2 separate regions of the Vulpes vulpes genome follow, and region 1 is linked to region 2. A link is a contact called in public Hi-C data. All regions are on one chromosome and are shown on one strand. Each heading gives the region's core, a stretch centred on a gene start, on an enhancer-like site or on the middle of the called end of the contact. The rest is flanking DNA. Distances are from core to core; before and after follow the strand shown.

Region 1 (5,495 bases), core at 937-3,436, 870 kb after region 2:
TATCTCTGGGGGCTTATTTTTTCAGTCTGACAAACTGCTACAAAGAATATAAAAGCAAGAAAGCTGAATACACTATTTTAAGCCCCTCATTGCCTTCCCCCCCACCAAAAACCTTTAACAGTGATGGTGGCCAACTTCTTTATTGACTACCCACACTAAACAGGTTGGCTTCCAACCTTATAGCACCATAAATCATTCTCTGTTGACTTGTAAGTGTCCTCTTAACAGGAGAGGTGTCTCAAGGGCAGACCTAGCCACAATTATACACTGTGACTCAACAGCCTTTAATTTCCAGGACTGTCCTAAGTCATGTGACTACAAAACCAATTTGTTTAAGATCTCTTTTTCAACCCTTGTTGGATTTTAAATATCAACAAATATATCATTCTCATTTTTTATTTCCCAGAACTGTAGGGCTAGACACAATTTCACCCTTATAAATGACCTCCTTACTACTGATAGTAAAAAGAAAAAAAAGGGATGCCTGGGTGGCTCAGAGGTTGAGAACCTGCCTTCAGCCAAGCAAGTGATCCTGGGGCTCCAGGATTGAGTCCCATACCAGGCTCCCTGCATGGAGCCTGCTTCTACCCCTTCTGCCTGTGTCTCTGCCTCTCTCTGTCTCTCATGAATAAATAAAATCTTAAAAAAAAAAAGAAGAAGAAGAAGAAGAAGAGCCTCAAGGATCCTGTTATAGTGATCAAAATTAACTAAGTGATGCTGACACCTGTTTACCATATTGACTTAAACCACACGGTAATTATGTGAGTTAAGGGGAGAAAGTTACTTTACCAATACCTAGAGGGTCTAAAATGCAACTTAAAGTACGTTTTCGTCACTCCAGCTAGAGAGCCTTTCCTACAGCTCCGTTTGTGAAACAGGAAACCTTTGGATCTTTGAAGATCCAACTGGCACACATCTCGTATTTGGGATGTTCCCAGGACTCAGCTCTCCTACTCTCATCTCCGCAGCAGACAGAAACAAGCCCAGCTCCCATTACCGGTCTCCAGAGGTCTAGGGAACCCAAGGGCCACCCAGACCGGTTTGGGGAGTCCGATGGTAACGAGCATGGGTAGAATGTCATGGGCCACAGCCATCAAATACATCCACCTGGCTTCCAATCCCCAGCCACTCACTCTACAGAGGGAATTCCCAGGCACTGAGAAGTCTCTGGAGCGGAGGGCAACCCGGGATCCCCAGCGCAGCTCACAAGTTCCCTGCCTTCTCCCGGGGCCCTCCAGGCTGACCCAAAAGACCACTGGCCAATCCGCCCCGCGGCTCTTGCATTCCAGCCCCTCCCAGAGCTAACGGCCAACCCCAGCGTTTCAGCTGGAAGGGAGAGGGGGTGCATCTCCGGTTGGGGGAAAGGAAAGCTGGGCGCCTCGGGCCGCCCCAGGCCGCCCCCTCCCCATCTGCTTACAGTCGGTCAGCCTTCGAAGACGCTAGGTGGAGCAGGCGCCCAGCTTCTAGGGATCCTTGCGCAAAGGGGAAGAGAAAGGGAGGCAGGTGCAGAGGGGGAGGGCCCGCACACGAAAGAGCACAGAGGCTAAGAAAGGGGCGTTCACGGGGGAGTGGAGTACCCGGTCATTAATTTGGGGGAGAAGAATCCACCTTTGTTACCTGGAGAGCCCCTCTCTGCGGTGTCGGTAGAGAAGAGAGACCTGCGGGAAGGAGGGCACCCATATTCATGAATCTCGGGGAGAGGGTTTGGAGACTCCCCCGCCAGGTTTCCCAAGAAGGGACAAGGTCTCGGGGGGTGGGGTGGGATGGCTCTGGCAACCCTTTTACCAAATCTAGTGGTGGGTGTGAAGAAGTGCGTGTGCTCCCAGCCCGTCTTGGGGGCTCCGAGGGGTGAGACACTCCTTTTCACTAAACTGCGGACAGCGCAGGAGACCCTCTCAACCCAGGCCCCTGCGCCGCTTCGTATGCCCCTCCCCGCGAGGTGACCTAGCCAGCCCGGGCACGTTGCACCCTAGCATCCGAGATGCGAGTCTCACCGGTCCTGGCGGCCGCGCTGTCCAGCCAGGGTCTGCAGGCGGAGGCACAGAAGCGGGGTGGGGGGAGGAGGAAGAGGAGCAGGGAGAGACGTTAGAGGGAGGAACCCTAGTGCGCGCAGGCGGGAGCTGGCGCCTGTTTCCTGCCCCACCCAGGCTGCCGCCGTCCTCCGCCCTAGCCCCGCCCCCTCACGGCCTAGCCCCGCCCCTCCTCGCCCTAACCACGCCCCCTCCACCGCCCGGACCCCGCCCCCTCCGACGCTTCCGTCCTTCGGCCGCTCTCGCCCCGCCCCTCAGGGCTCGGCTCTCCCCGCCCACCTCCAGAGGAAGCCCGCGAAGCTGCCGCGAGGCCTCGGGCCGCGAGCTCCACACAGCGCGCTCCGCCTCAGCCTTTTAGAACAACCCTGACAGGCCCTCAATAATTTACAGCTGAGGAGAATGAGGCCTGCCCTACACTCTCGGCTTGAAGGGAGCGTGCACAGGCCACCGCCGAGACAGGTGCCCTTGGCCTCTGAGCACGGTTTGTACAGCGTCTTAGGGCGTCCCCTGCCTAGATACCTACACCTGAACCGCCTCTCCTGGAAGCAGTCCTGGGGGCCAGGACATGCAGCGATGAGGTACGGCCTGACTGGCAAGTTTTAGCTACTACGACTCACGCAGGTGCCACGAACCAGCGAGAGCCGGAAGGATGGGTTAGGTTATCATTTCCACGTTTTATAATTGAAAAAGTCTAAACCCAAGGCCCTTGGTTCCACGTCAGAGCCAGGCACATGTTCCCTGGCCCCAAATCCTGGCCCATAGAGCAGGGTTTCTCCAAGGGCAGCGCTGTTGACATTTTGGGCAGGAAAGTTTTGTATTGAGGGGGCATCCTTGTGCTGACTTTTTATCAGTGTCCCTGGCCTCGACCCACTAGATGCCAGTAGTAATCCCCTTCCTCCCAGTTGTGACAACCAAAAAAATGTCCCCAAACATTGCCAAATATCCTGTGACGGGGCACAGTTTCTGTTAAGAACCACTGCCATAGAGGTACTGGTAAAGACCAGGGTCTGAGGGAGGGGGTTCCGACAGTCCTGGGCTCTCATCTCAGGGCTGGCTCTTACCGTGTGACCTTGGGTGAGTGACCTCTCTGGGCCTGGGCTTAATCTGTAAAATGACAGGCCTGAGCTTTGGCCTGCTACTGCAGAGTTCTCAGGCCTTTTCCATCCAGGGACCTAGATGGACCTTCCTTTCCTCTGTGACCTGCAGCAATAGCAGCCTGGGAAACAGTCACAGGGTTTTAGTGAGGTCAGGTGCAAGAAGAGCTGTAAAGAAGTTAGTACCTATCTGGAGTATAGGAGGAACTCAAAAAGATTCGATGGTACAGTCTTCTACCAAATAATATCTCTAGAAATAAACAGGCTGGTGGGTAAAGAAATAAACGTGGGGGCAATAATGATAAAAAGAAGCTACAGGATCCCATCTAACTTCACAACAGCCAAGAAAAGGGCTGCTAATGGTGGAAATAGGACATGGACAGGTAAGTATCCCTAAATTCTTAAGTTTCAGGCAATCCTACGTGGCTTCATGCACTTTGTTCTGCTGCAGTATGGTGGATGCCCCACCTAAGAAAATGTTGACTTTTTTTTTTTTTTTTCCTTTAGAACAAAACATTACAACTGTCATTCCCTGGTGGGCATTGCTTTGAAAAGCTGAATTGGAACCTTCCTTGGGATTTTTGTTCAAGGGTGCCATCTAGGGGTGCCTTTGTGAATCCTCTAATTCCCCTGACCACAGACCTCTGTCATTGTAGGGACAGCCAGATTTTGCTTTTTCCTTGTGTGTTGGCTGCCTTCTCCATATTATGTATTTCCGGATGGCTGGGATCTTAGCTGTCTCCATATCATTAGGACTTGGCTCATGACGACTATTGATGGGTCAGTAAAATAAAGCTATGTGCAGCCTCTTCTATGCTTTTCAAAGCTAACTTACTCTGGCTGAGCCCGTTTCTGAGACCATTTCAGGTCTTAGAAAAGACCTGCAAGGGACACTTGGATGGCTCAGCAGCTGAGCATCTGCCTTTGGCTCTGGTCTTGATCCTGGTCCAGGAGTCAAGTCCCACATTGGGCTCCCTGCGAGAAGCCTGCTTCTCCCTCTGCCTGTCTCTGCCTCTGTGTGTGTGTGTCTCTCATGAATAAATAAATAAAAATCTTAAAAAAAAGAAAGAGAGAAAGAAAGAAAAGAAAAAGGAAAGAAAGAAAGAAAAGAAAAGAAAAGAAAAGAAAAGAAAAGAAAAGAAAAGAGAAAGAAGATACCTGCCAGGGGGCTCTGAATAAGAAATGTGTGAAAATTTCCCAGCCACACATTGAAACCCTAAGCTGTTAATATCACGGAAATGGGAACAACCCAGACCCTAGCTGACCTCTTCTCCCCAAATTGCCAGATTTAGCAAATAAAAATCCAGGACACTCAATTTAAAGTGAAGATAACTTTTTAATATAGCTATGTCCCAAATAGCGAATACTTAAATTTTAAAAAATTGTTGTTTACCTGAAATTCTAATTTTACTGGGCATCCTGTGTTTTATTGTTTTATCTGGCAACCCTGTGTACTTGGAGTTGAAGGATTGAAGGACTTGAAGCCTGCATCCGTCTTGGGAATTATCAAACAGAAAGTTAAGTCAGGTGATTCTGGTGCAGATAAGGTGGCCAGGGGTGGGAGTGGGGGGACATGTATTTTCATTCTCCTTAGTAGATATCTTGTTTACTTTCAGTCTTTCTTTAGACCATATGTAGATTTTTGGTTAAAGCTAGGGAACATATTCCATAGCCAGCCAGGTTGAAATCCCAACTTTGGCACTGACCGAGCCCAGTGACTGTGTTTCTTCAGCATAAAATTTGGGATAATAATTGTATTCATTTTCTGGGTTGTTGAGTAGATTTGGAAAGATGATGTTCATTAAGTGCTTAGCACAGTGCCAGCAGATAGTATAGCTCAATATGAAAGCCATAATAATTGTTTTGATGTTTTTGAACATAGGTAGACTCATAGTACACTAGCTTTCAATGGAAGCATGTCTCCTATTCACCCACAGGGTCATGAGGCTCATTAGCATCCTACCAGTTCCTTTCTACTAATTCACTTTGTTGAATTACAGCTGCTGGGTTTTATGGGACATTAGGCTTCATGCCCCATTATAGGAGGCCTGGTAATAACCTCATTTCTGTCTAAACCAAAGTTTCAAACCCTGTCACTCATTCATTTATTCCAGATACTATTTGAAACTGTATTTATTGTGGCATCTAAATGTGGTTATCTGTCTGATTGGATAGAGGCCCCCAAATGTGGGGTGACTATCCGGTGGAAGCCAGTGGTGCAGGCCTTGAAAGGATTCACTTGAGGCAGAAAAAAGGAGACAGAACTTGAGAGGTGGGCAGGACATCAAAGTAGAGGCTGTCTGCAATGAAGCAGTGGGTGGGGGCTGTTTTTAAAGAGGGAAGGTGAGGAGGTATGGGGATGCACCGAATT
Region 2 (5,580 bases), core at 1,095-3,594:
GGGTTCTGAAGCAGCACCAGGCCCTGGCCTATGTCCAGACACAGCACCAGGCCCTGGTCCAGGTCCTGAAGCAGCAACAGGCCCTGGTCCAGATTCTAGAACCACACCAGGCTCTGGCCCAGGTCTAGACACTGCACCAAGCCCCAGTCCAGGTTCTAGAACCACACCAGGCCCCAACGCAGGTCCTGACACAGCACCAGGCCCCAGCTCCAACCCCAGAACAGTAGTTGGCCCTGGTCCAGGTCCTGAAACTGCACCAGGCATTGGCCTAGGCCCTAACTCAGATCCCAGGCCTGAGACTCCTCCCCAGGCCTGGCAGACAGGGCAGCTCTTCTCGCCCTGGCCTGCAGCTTTGCAGGCCTCTGGGGAGGAGCCTGCTGGGTTGGGCTTCATCCTCTACTGAGCCATGCAGATTGAAGATCTGTCCACCTGTAGAGAAAAACAAAAGAAAGAACATTCTAGAGTTGTCGGATCATGTGGATTATCAGACTAAGGGGAACTCCTGGTGGGGCCTAGAGATGCTCTGACTTCCCAGTGAACCTGTCCCTTTCAGAATTTTGAGAACTTTCCAGGTGGCTGCTGCCTCCCTCAGAGAGAGAGAAACAAGGCAGTTAGGCCTTGGGTTTTACAGCTGGGGAAACTGAGGCCCAAAGTCACACTGCATGGGTGAGGTTTACACCAAGCATTCCGGATTTCTCTACCAGTTCTTAAAAATCCTAATTCCCGCATAGTATCAGAGGAAGACAGATCAGATCATGCCCAGGGAACTGCTTTCTGACTGGGAAGGTGGGGAGGGCTTCCTGGAGAAAGAGGTAGACAGAAAAGAAGGGAGAGGATGACAAGGAGAGGAGACGTGGAGAGAGGAGATGGGGAGGAGGAATCCATGTGGAATTCCAACTGCCACACCACCTCTACCCTGACACCTGCTGCCTCCGGTCCTCCTAGGTCCTCTGGCTGTGCGGCGGCTGGCACCGCAGGTCTGTGCAAGCCCTCTGCTGGCTTTGGGGTCAGGTCTGTGAGCCCTGGGATCCAGCGCTGAGGATCCTATGGTCCTCACTCCAGACTTAAAATGAGCCAGGCTGTCAGCCACTATCACTATCATCATCCCACCCTCTGCCCGCTGCCTCCTACTCCACCTGAGAAGATGTGCTCCAGGGGCCAGACCACCATCATCACCATTAATAATGGCAGCAACCACGTATGGTGGGCCAACCGTCTGCCAGGCCCTGTGGATACACAGATAGGTGTCTCTGCCCTGCCTGAGGCCGGCTGGCTGTAAAAAAGAAGGGGCATGCTGACTGGCTAAGTGATGACCCCGTGGTTGGTGCTGGTGGTGCCACGGGGCAGGGACCCTGACAGCTATAGGGACTGTTATCTTTTAGGCTCTGTTGTCACTGCCCTGCTCTCCAGAGTTCCAGGTTAAGGGACACAGTCACACCCCATACAGACATTGGCACTCAGGGGTTTAACAGGGAGGAAACACCCCAAATCTGAGTCATCATAGGAGATGAGTCTAATTCCCCTATAGGGAGGGGGAAAGGGTGCAGCCCCACGGTGGAGCCCTTCTTTACCCAGGATTCTGTTCAGGGGACTGGTCTCTGGGACCAAAGCCATCTTTCTATCTTATGGGGATGCTTTTTTTGTGACCCTTAGGCAAAATCCTTAAAACCTCAGGGTACCTCAGTATCCATAGCTGTAAAATGGACCCAAGTAACCCTGGCTGCTCCGTCTACCCCACCAGGCGGTCATGAAGAGATGCCAGAGCCCTTGGCAGGGCGCTGGGAAGCAGTCTCCAGGAGGGCTCCGCTCACCGTCCTGTCCCCGCGCCGGGAACAGCGCCGGCACCGAGCAGGGGATAAGGAGCTGCTGACCGCGCCGCACCGCTAAGAACTCCGCATCCGGGAGCACCGGGCACCGTGGCTGCGCCCCCCGTGACCCGGGCCGCGGCGGCACTCACTGCCCCGGGCAGCCCTGTGCACTACAGGCTCCTGTCCCCATCCCTCAGAGCTGGAAACTGAGGCTCAGGGAACATTCGCGAACTTTGATGGGGTCTCAATAAATGGGTCGGCCGGGTCACCAGGGACTCGCAGTGGGGTGTGGGTAAAGGAACTGGGGAAGGGGCGTCGGGGACCACCCCGGCCGCATCGCCCGGCAGGGGCGGGCAGGAGCGGGCGCCCCCGCCCCCCGCCCCCCCACGCCCGACTCCGAGAGCGGCTCCCGCCTCGCAGCTCGGGGAACCCCCCCTTAGGCTCCCCGCCCCCCGGGGTCCCCGCTGCGCTCACCCGCCGGGCTCCCGCGGCGCTGCGAGCTCCCGGCGCTGCACCCAAGGTCTCGGCGCGGAGCCCGGCGCGGCGGGGCGGCCCCTCCCGGGGCGGGGCTGAACTCCGGGACCGCCCCCGCCCCATCCCGGCCCCGCCCCATCCCGGCCCCGCCCCTCGCCCCGGCCCCGCCCCCGCCCCATCCCGGCCCCGGCCCCGCCCCTCGCCCCGGCCCCGCCCACCATCCGGGCCCCGCCCCCCACCTCTCGCCCCGCCCCCGCCCCACCGGCTCCCCGCGCGGGAACAGCCGCCTTTTGCAGGGCGGTGGCCGCAGGCTCTCACAGCGGGGAAACTGAGGCCTGTCGAACAGGGAGCGGGTGCAATGGGCCCAGATGCTGGTGCAGAAAGGACGCAAAGGCCCTGCCGCACAGTGGTCCTAGAAACCCAAGAAACAACATTTCTTTCCTCAGCCCCCCATACCCTGCGGGTGGGTCTGTCGCCCCAACTCGTTCCTCTCTAGGCAGCCTGCCTCCCGCCCACCTGCTGCTTCCTGCCTTCTCTCCCTCTTCCTCGTCCATCTACTCATCATCCTACCTGTTCTTCCACCCACCTCTTTACTCATCCATATTCCCCGTACATTTCTTTCTTTCCTGTCCATTCTTCCATTCATCTATCTATCCACCTGTCATTCTATCTTTCCACCTCTCCGCCCAGCCTTACATCCATCCAGTTCATTCCATGTATCTTTCTTTCCTCCCGTCCACATCTGCCTTCCTTCCTTTCTTGTATTCCCCTGCCCATCTCTGGGTTCATCCATCCTCTAATACAGTCATCCCACGTTTAGTGGGTGCTTCCTTGTTGTTGGCCTCTCCCTTGTGCTGGGGACCCAGCTGGATCACACCACTCCTGAAGATCCATTTGCAGGTGGCAGTAGCAGAGGGGCAGGCATGTGCCCGACAGCGGGGCGCTGCTGCTATAGTGGAGTTCTGAGAACTGACTCTGAGCTGGGAACACTGAGGCCTGCTCACTTTGGTGTGAAGAAGCTACTAGAAAGGCTTCACCCGTTGGAGCCTCCTCTGTGAGCATAGGTGGTGTGGGGAAGAGAAAAAAATCTTAGCCCGTACATGTTATGTGCCAGGTGCTAAGGTATCTTCCCCAATCCTCACAACTCTGTTTTGACATAATTTTAGAGGCAGGAAAATGGGTTCAGAGTGATAAGAAGAGGCTCAGAGTGTGGTGGATAAAGGCCATGGGGTCAGCCCTGGCTTTAAATCTCGACCTTGCCACTTTCTTGCTGTGTGTCTCTGGGCAGCTACAAGGCTCCACATCCTCATTCATAAGCTGGGAGTGGTGCGTGCTTTACAGCCGTGATGTTGTTGGGCTTGTAGCAAACAAGGTATAAGCGACGAGGATGGTGCCTGCATAGTCAGTGCTCAACCAAAGGCAGGTGTTACCGTTATATGAGAGATTGGGATTCAAACCCAGGTCCTGTGCCTCACCACTTTCCAAACCTTGTCTGACGTATGTCCATCATTCTATTCCCAAAGACCAGCCCCTCCTCTCCCACCAGCAGGGCCACAGGGCTGATAGCCCCAGGTCCAGCTGGCTGCTCTTGTCCTGCTGAGAGCATAGTTTACCACACAAGAGTTATACGTTGAATTGTGTACCTCCTCCACCCCCACCCCCCAAATTCATATGTTGGAATCCTAACCCCCAGGACTTCAGAGTATGACCTTGGAAATAGGGTCATTGCAGATGTGATTAAAGATAAGGTAATAGAGAGTAGGGCTCGTCCAATATGACCAGTGTCCTTATGAAAGCGGGGAAATTTGGATGCAGACATGCATACAGGAAGAGCATCACGTGGAGGTTGGAGTGATGCGTCCACAAGCCAACGAACTACAAGGAGCCAGGAGAGAGAGAGGCCTGTCACAGATCTTCCCGAGTGCCTTTGGAGGGAGCTGGTGATACCTTGATCTCAGACTTCTGGACTCCTGAACTGGAGATAATCCATTGCTGTTGTTTCAACCACTCGGTTTGTGGTACTTTGTTATGACAACACCAGCAAAGCAATACAAACACCACAGGCTATTTTCTCTCAGTCTGTGGTGGTGACGTGGAAGGGCAGCTACCCAAGGCAGTGACCAGACTGAGAGCCACAGAGGCAGGGGCTGTGCTCACTGCTGCCTCCCTGGGCCCAGCATGGAGTCTGGCCAAAGCCAGTGTATGTCAAGCCTTAGTGAACTGTGGGTTGTTTTTTTGTTTTTGTTTTTTAAATTGATGAATTTTTACTACCTAGATGAAGATCTAGAACACTTCCAGCACCCCAGATGTCCCCAGTATGCCTCTCACCACAGGGTAACCACTCTCCTGACTTCTATTGCCAACAAGAATTTTTGCATATTCTTGAACATAATGTAAATGGAATTACACTATGTACTCTTCTCTTGCCTGACATTGTTCATAATATCAATGCATCTTGTTGAATGTAGTTGTAGCTCATTTTTTAAATTGATGTGTAGAAATGTACACTATACAAATGGAACAAACTGTATTTGTCCATTCTACCATGGGTGAACATTTAGGTTGTTTCCAGTTTTTGGATCTTATGGATAAAGCTGCTATAAACATTCTCCTATGTGTCTTTTTAAAAAAAATATTTTATTTATTTGACAGAGAGAGAGAGCACAAGCAGGGGGAATGGCAGAGAAGCAGATCCTCCACTGAGCAGAGAGCCTGGCACGGGGCTTTATCCCAGGACCCTGGGATCATGACCTGAGCCAAAGGCAGATGCTTAATTGGGTGAGCCACCCAGGCACCCCTCCTATATGTCTTTTATGGAACATATACACTTTTTCTCTTGGAGTGGAATTGCTGGATCATAGAACAAGCATATATGTTCTCTCAGCAAAAGTTGTTACACAGTTTTACAAAGTGGTTGAACCAATTTACACCACCCTATGCCCTCCCCAGCAGGGCAGGAGGAGAGTTCTAGTTGCTCCATTTCTTGATTGTAGGTCTTTTTACCTTTTTGTAGGTCTTTTTACCTTTTGCCATTCTGGTGGGTGTGCAGTGGTATATCACTGTGGTTCTCATTTGCATTTCACTGATGGGCAAGGCTTTGAGTACTTTTTCATATACCAGTTGTCCATTTGTACCTGTTTGAGTGTTTTGTCATTTAATAAAATTAGGATGGTCATCTTTTTCTGGTTTTTAAATATTTTATTTATTTATGAGACACAGAGAGAGGCAGAAACATAGGCAGAGGGAGAAGCAGGCTCCCTGTGGTGACCCTTATGTGGGACTCGATCCAAGGACCCTG

Evidence for each region. Hi-C and Micro-C count contacts between places; a contact is called where the count stands out from the background.
Region 1: a Hi-C map of skeletal muscle shows a contact between it and region 2, with 5 times the contacts expected there. The contact joins the promoter of LDAF1 here to the promoter of SDR42E2 in region 2. A contact is called at or near these places in 2 of 3 Hi-C or Micro-C datasets (both in skeletal muscle).

What each region holds. Positions count from the first base shown.
Region 1 is chr3:99,172,719-99,178,213 of VulVul3, forward strand. It overlaps LDAF1 (lipid droplet assembly factor 1), which reads right to left and starts at 2,187. Exons shown (of 6, transcript XM_026003242.2): 1 at 1,995-2,187; 2 at 1,609-1,658. It overlaps DNAH3 (dynein axonemal heavy chain 3), which reads left to right and starts at 2,304. Exons shown (of 63, transcript XM_072753699.1): 1 at 2,304-2,608.
Region 2 is chr3:98,306,386-98,311,965 of VulVul3, forward strand. It overlaps SDR42E2 (short chain dehydrogenase/reductase family 42E, member 2), which reads right to left and starts at 2,345. Exons shown (of 10, transcript XM_072753685.1): 1 at 2,283-2,345; 2 at 1-429. The coding sequence starts at 393. It overlaps VWA3A (von Willebrand factor A domain containing 3A), which reads right to left. Exons shown (of 35, transcript XR_012000609.1): 35 at 5,460-5,580.